Linked DNA regions of Sus scrofa: region 2 is linked to region 1. Evidence: chromatin contacts called from public Hi-C data. All regions are on one chromosome and are shown on one strand. Each heading gives the region's core, a stretch centred on a gene start, on an enhancer-like site or on the middle of the called end of the contact. The rest is flanking DNA. Distances are from core to core; before and after follow the strand shown. Region 1 holds the start of GYS2 (glycogen synthase 2). Region 2 holds the start of PYROXD1 (pyridine nucleotide-disulfide oxidoreductase domain-containing protein 1).

Region 1 (4,481 bases), core at 741-3,240:
TGCTATTTGGAATAATAATGTAAAAATACTGATTGTAGGCTAAATCTGTAAAGTAAGGTATTTCAAAACTAAGCATACTTTCTGAATGTCTTTTTCTAGGAACAATATAAGATATATCTCTGTGTATAAGTAAATTAGCACATGCATATTTATATAAATACAAACACATATTATCAAGTTGATAATATTTGAGGTAAATGTACAAATATGACTAAAATTAATTTCTACAACCTCATTAAAATGGTGGTCTGATGATCATTGATCTGTTAAAATTACTTTCTTTTTATGTTATACTCAAAGTCATGCGGGCATTGGAGTTCCTGTTGTGGCTCAATGGTTAACGAACCCAAATAGGATCCATGAGAAGGAGGGTTTGATCCCTGGCCTCACTCAATATGTTAAGGATCTGGCATTGCCCTGAGCTGTGGTGTAGGCAACAGATGCGGCTCAGATCCCACATTGCTATGGCTGTGGTGTAGGCTGATGGCTTTAGCTCTGATACAACCCCTAGGCTGGGATCATCCATGTGCCATGGGTGTGGCCCTAAAAAGACCAAAAAAAAAAAAAAAAAAAAAAAAAAAAGAGAGAAATGCTGGCATTTATACTTTTTCATAGGGAAATTTCTTTGGGCCATGCCCGAGGCACACAGAAGTTCCTGGGACAGGGATCGAACCCACACCAGTGACCCAAGCTGCAGCAGCAACAATGCAATTCTTAACCTGCTGAGCCACCAGGGAACTCCATTCAGAAGGAATATTTTAGAAAAGTAATTAAGGAAAGGGGAACGAAGATCAATGCCTATTATCAAAATATAATTTGTCAATGTAAAATAAAACAACTAGAAATAATTTTTTTTTTTAGGGCTGTACCCACTGCACACTGAGGTTCCAGGCTGGGGATCGAATCAGAGCCATAGCTGCTGGGCTATACCACAGCCACAGCAATGCAGGATGTGAGCTGCATCTATGAGCAATGCCAGATCCTTAACCCACTGAGCGAGGCCAGAGATCAAGCCCGCAACCTTATGGCTCCTAGTCAGATTCTCTTCCGCTGAGCCAGGATGGGAACTCCAAAATAATTTTTTTAATGATCTAGAAATGAGAATCAAAAAAATAATATTTAGGAAATCTAAACGGATTAAAGGCTTAGAAACTGTCTCAGTCAATTCTTTGTTTTGTTTTGTTTTGTTTTGCTTTTTAGAGCTGAATCTGCAGCGTATGGATGTTCCCAGACTAGAGGTCAAATCGGAGCTACAGCTGCCGGCCTACACCACAGCCTCAGCAACTCGGGATCCAAGCCGCATCTGCAAACTACACCACAGTTCACAGCCACGCAGGATCCCCGACCCACCAAGTGGGGCCAGGGATCGAACTGTCATCCTCATGAGTCCTGGTCAGGTTTGTTAACCGCTGAGTCATGAAGGGAACTCCTGTCTCACTCAATTCTATGTGTAACCTAAAATGGTCTGCACATAGAGAACAGACTAGTGGTCTCCAAGAGGGAAAGGCTAGGGAAGGGATAGACTGGGACTCTGGGATTAGCAGATGCGAACTACTCTATATAGACTGTATAAGTAGCAAGGTCATACTGGATAGCAGAGAGAACTACGTTCAGTATCTTGTGATAAATTATAATGGAAAATAATATGAAAATGAGTGTATATTTATATCTAGCTGGCTAGCTGAATTTGCTGGACAGCAAAAATTAACATATTGTAAATCAACTATACTTCAATAAAATAAAATTTTAAAATATAAAAAATAAAAAAAATAAAATGGAATCATCTGCAAGCTTTATAAGGGGAATTGCTACTCTTGGGTCACTTTGGAAGTGATGAAATCAGCACTGGTGACTGTGTGGGTCTAGGATTTTGGTCAAGAGGACAAGGGCTAAAGGTCTGGACTCACGTCATGATCAGCCTCTGAGGATTCCATTCTCCTCATGGGTGCTTACCTAAGCCCCAAAACCGGGGGGTTTTTACTTGTGACTGTTCTGGGCTGTTTGGGTAGATATTGATTGGAGATCGTGTCCTCACTGGACCTTCCCAGAAAGACTGTATAAGGAACAGAGAATTCCACCTTCAATTGGGAATTCTGTGGGAAGCCCAGCGGATTTCTTTCTGCTGGTTTATTCCTCTGAGAAGCTACCAAAGCTTGTGATCTACCAGCTCTGAATCCCTGCATCAAGTGCACCTAGGATTGCAGTTCCTTGAAAGAGGGCTTCCAGCGTCAGAGAACTGAAGGAAGAATGCTTCGAGGCCGGTCCCTATCGGTGACATCCTTGGGTGGGCTGCCTCGGTGGGAAGCTGAGCTTCCTGTGGAAGATTTACTGCTCTTTGAAGTGTCTTGGGAAGTGACCAATAAAGGTTAGTACGGCACCCTGAGGAGACTAGTTGCCAGACTGCCGGAGAATGTACATAGATTGGGATTTCACATTCTCTAGAGAGAATGAATTGCCAGCGAATAAGGAAAATGTTCAAACTGAATATGTTTAGATTACATTTAACCTTGTACATTTCAACAGGCAATGAAAACTTAGACGTGTGTATGTGTTGCAGGAAAAGTTGAAAATATGAGTCGTTGCCAGGGAATGTGCATTTAAAAAAATTTTGAAATTCGTATTACGACAAAACAATAATACACAGTTAATTTTTCTTTTTTTGGTTTTATGATTTTTCTCAGCACAGTTTTGTACTATATTTTAGGAAGAACGGTATTTTATCAGGACCGAGTAGAAACTTTAACTCCATATGCTGCTAGTCAGTATACAAATTATTAGACATTTATAATAATTCAAGGTTAACATGGAATTAAAGTTTTAACTCAGAAGCAACTCAGAAGCTTCTATTTAAGAAGAATGCCTGGGAGTTCCCGTCGTGGTGCAGTGGTTAACAAATCCGACTAGGAACCACGAGGTTGCGGGTTCGATCCCTGCCCTTGCTCAGTGGGTTAATGATCTGGCGTTGCCGTGAGCTGTGGTGTAGGTTGCAGACACGGCTCGGATCCTGCGTTGCTGTGGCTCTGGTGTAGGCCGGCAGCTACAGCTCGGATTCAACCCCTAGCCTGGGAACCTCCATATGCCTTGGGAGTGGCCCAAGAAATGGCAAAATGACAAAAAACAAAAAAAGAAGAAGAAGAAGAAGAATGCCTGGAATTTTTCTTTAATACTATATATACAGAGAAATTATAAAATAAGAAAAGAAATCAATTTTTAAAAATTTTTAATTTTATTTTAATTTGTTTTGCTTTTTAGAGCGGCACCCATAGCATATGGAGGTTCCCAGGCTAAAGGTCCAATTGCAGCTATAGCTGCTGTCCTACACCACAGCCACAGCAACACAGGATCTCAGCCATGTCTGCAACCTACACCACAGCTCACAGCAATGCCAGATCCTTAACCCACTGAGTGAGGCCAGAGATTGAATCTGCAACCTCACGGTTCCTAGTTGGATTTGTTTCCCATGCGCCACGACAGGAACTCCTGAAAAGAAATCAAATTGACAAAATTTAAATAATTCCTCAATAAGGTATGATCTCATTTGTATTGGATTGGAGAAGGCAAAGTAGAGAACTCTGACTTAAATGATTTTTATGGTGAAAATATCAGAAAAATTATTTAAAAAAATTCCTTGTGTATTAATATTGTCTAGCTGAAAAGTGTCAGGGTTGTTAACACTAATATTAAAGGAATATTGGTAAAGAAAAGTAACAGTTCTGAAGGCTGAGTTTTTCAAGGTCATAAAGAACCAGGCCAAATGATTGATGGGGGAAAGGAATTTAAAGGATGGAATTGATAACTTGTAATGTGATATATTACATGTTCATTAAAAATAATTTTATGACATGTTTATTTCAGAAACTTAAAGGTTCTGAAATAAACATGAATGTAATACAGTACTTCTTCCTTTTGGCTAATCAGAGCCAGCAAAACCTCAAAATCAGAGAAATTATATTTAGCATCTGTTCTGATTTTTTGCCTTACACTCAGTGTTCAAATCTTTCATGTTATGCATTCATAACATTATAAAATAAAAATTAAATATCAATTGTTTCTACACAGAAATGCACAGAATGAATGTAAGAGAACAAAGCACATTCTTCCTCTTTGTGGTTTAGTGAGGAAGAAGCAAAGAGGACAGAAATTTTAATATGGAAAAGTGAAGTATTTTACTACAAGTAGCTCTTCCTAATGTTCTTTTTCCAGTCACAAGGTTTTTAAATATGCCCAAAGCACCTGGGAACAGAACCATCTGTACTAGACACAGATCCCAGGCTGTGCCTTGAAAGATAAGTTCTCTCTACAGAGTAGGAAGGAACTCAAGGATATGCTTTTGGTGGAAAAAATTGGGGGGCGGGGGGGACCTCTTGCTCCAGGAATCAGTTCAGAAGACTGAACTGGGTAGAACTTCTTTCCTTCCTTCCTTTTCTCTCCATTTAGCAAATGTTAATGGAGCATTGTTTCCTGGTTCTGGGTGAAACTAT
Region 2 (4,481 bases), core at 962-3,461, 160 kb after region 1:
TTCCTTATCTCCACCAATCTCTATTTCTATCTCCACTATACAATCAAAATTAAGCATATTCAAGTCACCTATACAGCCTTTAAACCCACCAGATTCTTTTTAGTGCCTTCTTATTTAAACTTTCTATAATATTCTCAATATTATCACTCTCTCCATCTTCCTTTCCTTTGCATATTCTGTAATTTACTTTCCCACTTTCTGTTTCCACCAGACCCTCAATAGCCCTATTACTAAAATCACCTGTAAGTTGGCCTTCCAGTCTCATATTAACCAGTTACCCCTATCCCAAACACATTATAACTATCTTTCAAAAGTTTTCATTTGATCACATTTCTCCACTGCTCAAAATTGTTCAACTACTTATAAGTTCTTATTAAATTCTTAACTTGACTACAAGATCCTTTATGTATCTGCCAGTCTTTGTCCTTTATGTACCACATGCTTTCAGCTTTCTTCTTCCAGATAATGCCATGCTTTTCCACCTGAGATTACAGGTGGAATCTCTTTGGAATGTCTGTCTTTTCTTGTCTACCTGGTAAACTTTTACTCATTCTTCTATACAGGTATAACTCAGATATACTATGGGTCCAGTTCCAGGCTACTGCAATAAAGTGAGTAATGCAATAAAGCAAGTCACATGCAATTTTGGTTTCCCAGTGCATATAAAAGTTATGTTTGCATTATACAGTTGTCAATATTAAGTGCACAACAGCATTATTTCTAAAAGAAAAATGGACGTCTTAATTAAAAAATACTTTGCTAAAATATGCTAATCATCATCTGAGTCTGCAGTGAGTTGCAATCTTTTTGCAATAGTAACATCAAAGATTACTCATCACAGATCACCATAACAAACAGAATGATTTATAAGTCTGAAATACTGGTAGGAATTTCCAAAATATGACGGAGTCACAAAGTGAGCAAATGCTGTCAGAAAAATGGCACCTAAAAGGCTTGCTGGACAGGGTTGCCACAAACCTCCAACTTGTAAACAATGCAACGTGAAGTATAATAAATCAAAGTGCAATAAAATGAGCTATGCCTGTAAGACAAAAGGACATCTACTGTGAGAAAGGATACTTCTCCCCTAATTTACTACTTACCAACTCTAAAGGCACCCCTAAGATACCAAACACACTGAGGAAATAATTTACATGTCTCTTCCACTACCCTGTGGGTCTCTAAAAAGGAGGTACCATTCTCTGTATTTATCTGATCAGCCATTAGTACAGTGACTGGATTATAGGTGTTTACTTGGTGAATAAATGAAAAATACACATCCCAAGATTAAGAGTTGAGGAAAAATACTTCAAATTCTTATGACATCAGTGACTACTTATGTTTACTTTTTACCAGCGAAATAACCCATTCTTTATTAGAATACATGTATATATGTAGTCTGACTAGTCACTGTAAATCAGAAACTTATTCCCTCGCTGTATTTAATCCCTTGCTGGCTGTTTTACAAAACATTACTATAGATGACATATCTATAGTATCTTGGGAGTGCCAAGTACAGGAAACTTACGTAAGAGATTATCACTTAGTTATCTCTTAGTTATGATGCACTACGGACCTGGAATTTAGGCGGAAGCGGAATTCAATCAGCTAATTTAAGAAAAGGGGCTGAATTTTCCGACCAAGTACTTCCTAGTTATAACCCCTCCCACCCCCTAGCCCCCCCAACCCCCGGTCTGCTCCGCTATTACTAGGACCAGAAGCGGGTTCACTCTGCTTTAGTTTCCCCGCTAATAACTTGCTCGCCACCTCTCCTTTCAGCGCCTGAAGCGAAGCTTGAGAGGTACTAAGGATGTCACCTGACGGCCACGACACACTCTACAATACTTGGGAGCCGGAATGAGTGAAGGGAGAAAAACAAAGCGGCTAGAAAGCTACCTGGAAAAAGGACTAGGAAAGGCGGCAGGAGGGAACCCCGAGCGCCACCGCCGCCGGGGTCGAGGAGAAGGGAGAAGCCTGCGCGCCTGCTTTACCTGCTCCGCACAGGTAACGCCCGCGATGCCACCGCCGACCACCACAAACTTCCCTGCTGTAGGGGGCGAGCGCGCTACCTCCATGCTCTCGGACCTCCAGCGGTTTGCAGACAACAGTGGTGGAGCCAAAAAAGTTTGGATTTCGGGAGAGGGAGCGGCGCCAGGCGACCACTTCCGTCGTTTGCCCCTGAGAGTCCGAGGTACGGGTGCCTCGGAGCTCACACTTATTCCCTTCGCGCTCCTGAGAATCCGAGGTACGGGTGCCCGGGAGCTCATACTTAGTCTCTTCGCTTATCTGCTGGGGCTGCGGTTCCTAAGCGCAGAGGCGGCTTGTTGATTGCAGGGCTTTGCGTTATTATCACCGCTGCTAAATGTCTTTTTTCCACGTAGGTTTGATATGACAAAAGCCAAAGTAAAGTAGATGGGTTGTTCAAAGAGCCTTAACAGGTTGTCTAAGACAGATCAGTGTTCTCACGGGGCAGCGCGTTCTTAGAATCAATGAACTGCTCTGAACTTCTCACTGTTGGTTCCTGCGGGAGGTTAAACATAGTTCAACTCTTAAAACTCAATGGTAGAAGGAACATCATCCTTCCCTATCCTTAACCAAGCAATCTAAGATTTTACCTTTTGGAAGCAAATTATTCATAGACACATGAATCAAGGCAAAGCAATACTATGGATTGTTCTCTAAGAAGTTGTTCCCGTTGACAATTTTGATCTCAACGATAAATTTCTGCAGTATATAGAGTTGCTCGCCACTTTGTAAAAATAAACCACCATTTCCTCCCCAGTTTCCAGTAAATAACATCTGTGAAGACTGAATTAAATATTCCCAATCTAATTTGTAAAAATTATTTTTACGATATTCAAATTATTGCAGTATTTACTATTTTACATTATTTTACTATTTTCTATTACCTTCGCTGTCTAATATAATCCTTCCCCTGGGGGTTGTATTATAATATTAAGAAGGTGCTATTTCTCTAAATGGCTCATTCCAAAACTGGGAATTATCAGTCCCCCTTTAATTCTTAAATTCTGGAAATAACCAGGCTGTATAACAGGAAAACCTAACACATCTAATTACAGATATTTACTGATATCCCTAATAATGATTGTGCTTTGATTTAATAAGTTAAATAGTAGGCAGTTAAATAAGCAACTCTAATTCCTGTTACTAGCTTAGGCAACCAAATAATGCATTTCGAGGAGGAGGAGAATGTACTTTAAACCTGTATAGATCGAGTCTTGTTTACTTCTCTTACCTCTGTTTTCACTGGATCTCATTCAACTCACTGTGCTTTAGCTAGAACCACGCTTGCAGCTTCCAGGATAGGTATGTTCTTTCTTTTCTGAGCATTTGCACATAACTCTTTCTTTAATACTCTTTCCCAATGGGTTTTCCCTAGCTAATTCCCCGCTGACCTTTGGTTCAACCATCCATGACCTCCCTTAAGAAGCTTTATCTAATTTCTTTAAGACTGAGGCAGGTATCCTCTCTGTGTTCCAATAGTCCCTTGTCATCCCCTGAATTCAGAGTTAAAACACTTTTTTTTAATCTGATGTGGGTCTGATTCCTCTCCCCCCTCCAACCACAAACTCCTTAATCTCAGGGATTATTACTTTTCCCTCTCTGTATCTTCAGACCAGTTTTTTGCTAAATATTATGGTGTATGCCTTTGGAGTCTGGAGTAGACAAGGTCAGCTTCAGAGAAGGCAGGATTTATACTGAATCTCCAAGGCTCAGTAGCCTTTGGATGGGTTCAGAGGAGCTATCTGGCCACCCAACAGGAAATATCTCAACTACCAAAAGTTTCATGGCAGAAGTGAGTACAGGAAATATAGGAGATGGCAAAAAGAAAGAGGGAAAAAAAAATAGTTGAGGAGTTTAGGAATAATCTGGAAAAATTGAAGGGAATTAAACCCTCTTTGTCTTGCTACTTCTACTTCCTTAACTTTTTTTTTTTTTTTAAATGTCATCTCTGACTTTTAAACTATTAAATGAAAACCTAGCTTCCAATTCTTTACTAAGCTGATTACAGAAATATCTAAAATAAGAGAATTTAGATTAATTTATGGAGCTGACTGAAAATTGGGAAAGAACAATGAAATTTTATGCAGTAGTTAATGATTTAGTCAAGTATGGTGCTAGCATTTCCTTAATTATGTGATCTTTAGTGAGTTACTTCCCCACCTAAGCCTTAGTTTCCTTGTTTGCAAAGTGGCTGTAAGATCTACTTTGTGGAGTTGTTTTGAGGTATAGATGAGATAAAGTATTTAAGCTTTCTAGCTGGGTGGGGTCAATGGCTAAAGTGTCTGCTCCTGGGAGGTTGAACAGTCTGTATATCTTGGAGTAAAATATTTTATGGACATTCCTTTTATTTTTTTTTAATTTTTTTTTTTAGGGCCACACCCGAGGCATATGGAGGTTCCCGGTCTAGGGGTCCAATCAGAGCTGTAGCCGCCAGCCTACACCACAGCCATGGCAAC

Evidence for each region. Hi-C and Micro-C count contacts between places; a contact is called where the count stands out from the background.
Region 2: a Hi-C map of liver shows a contact between it and region 1, with 5 times the contacts expected there. The contact joins the promoter of PYROXD1 here to the promoter of GYS2 in region 1. A contact is called at or near these places in 2 of 47 Hi-C or Micro-C datasets (epiblast stem cells and liver) and 1 of 2 datasets of contacts at active chromatin or transcription factors (alveolar macrophages).

Annotation. Positions count from the first base shown.
Region 1 is chr5:51,860,962-51,865,442 of Sscrofa11.1, forward strand. It overlaps GYS2 (glycogen synthase 2), which reads left to right and starts at 1,991. Exons shown (of 16, transcript NM_001195511.1): 1 at 1,991-2,365. The coding sequence starts at 2,248.
Region 2 is chr5:52,018,633-52,023,113 of Sscrofa11.1, forward strand. PYROXD1 (pyridine nucleotide-disulfide oxidoreductase domain-containing protein 1) reads right to left here and starts at 2,212. Exons shown (of 12, transcript XM_021092253.1): 1 at 1,992-2,212. The coding sequence starts at 2,075. It also overlaps a transcript of SLCO1A2 not described here.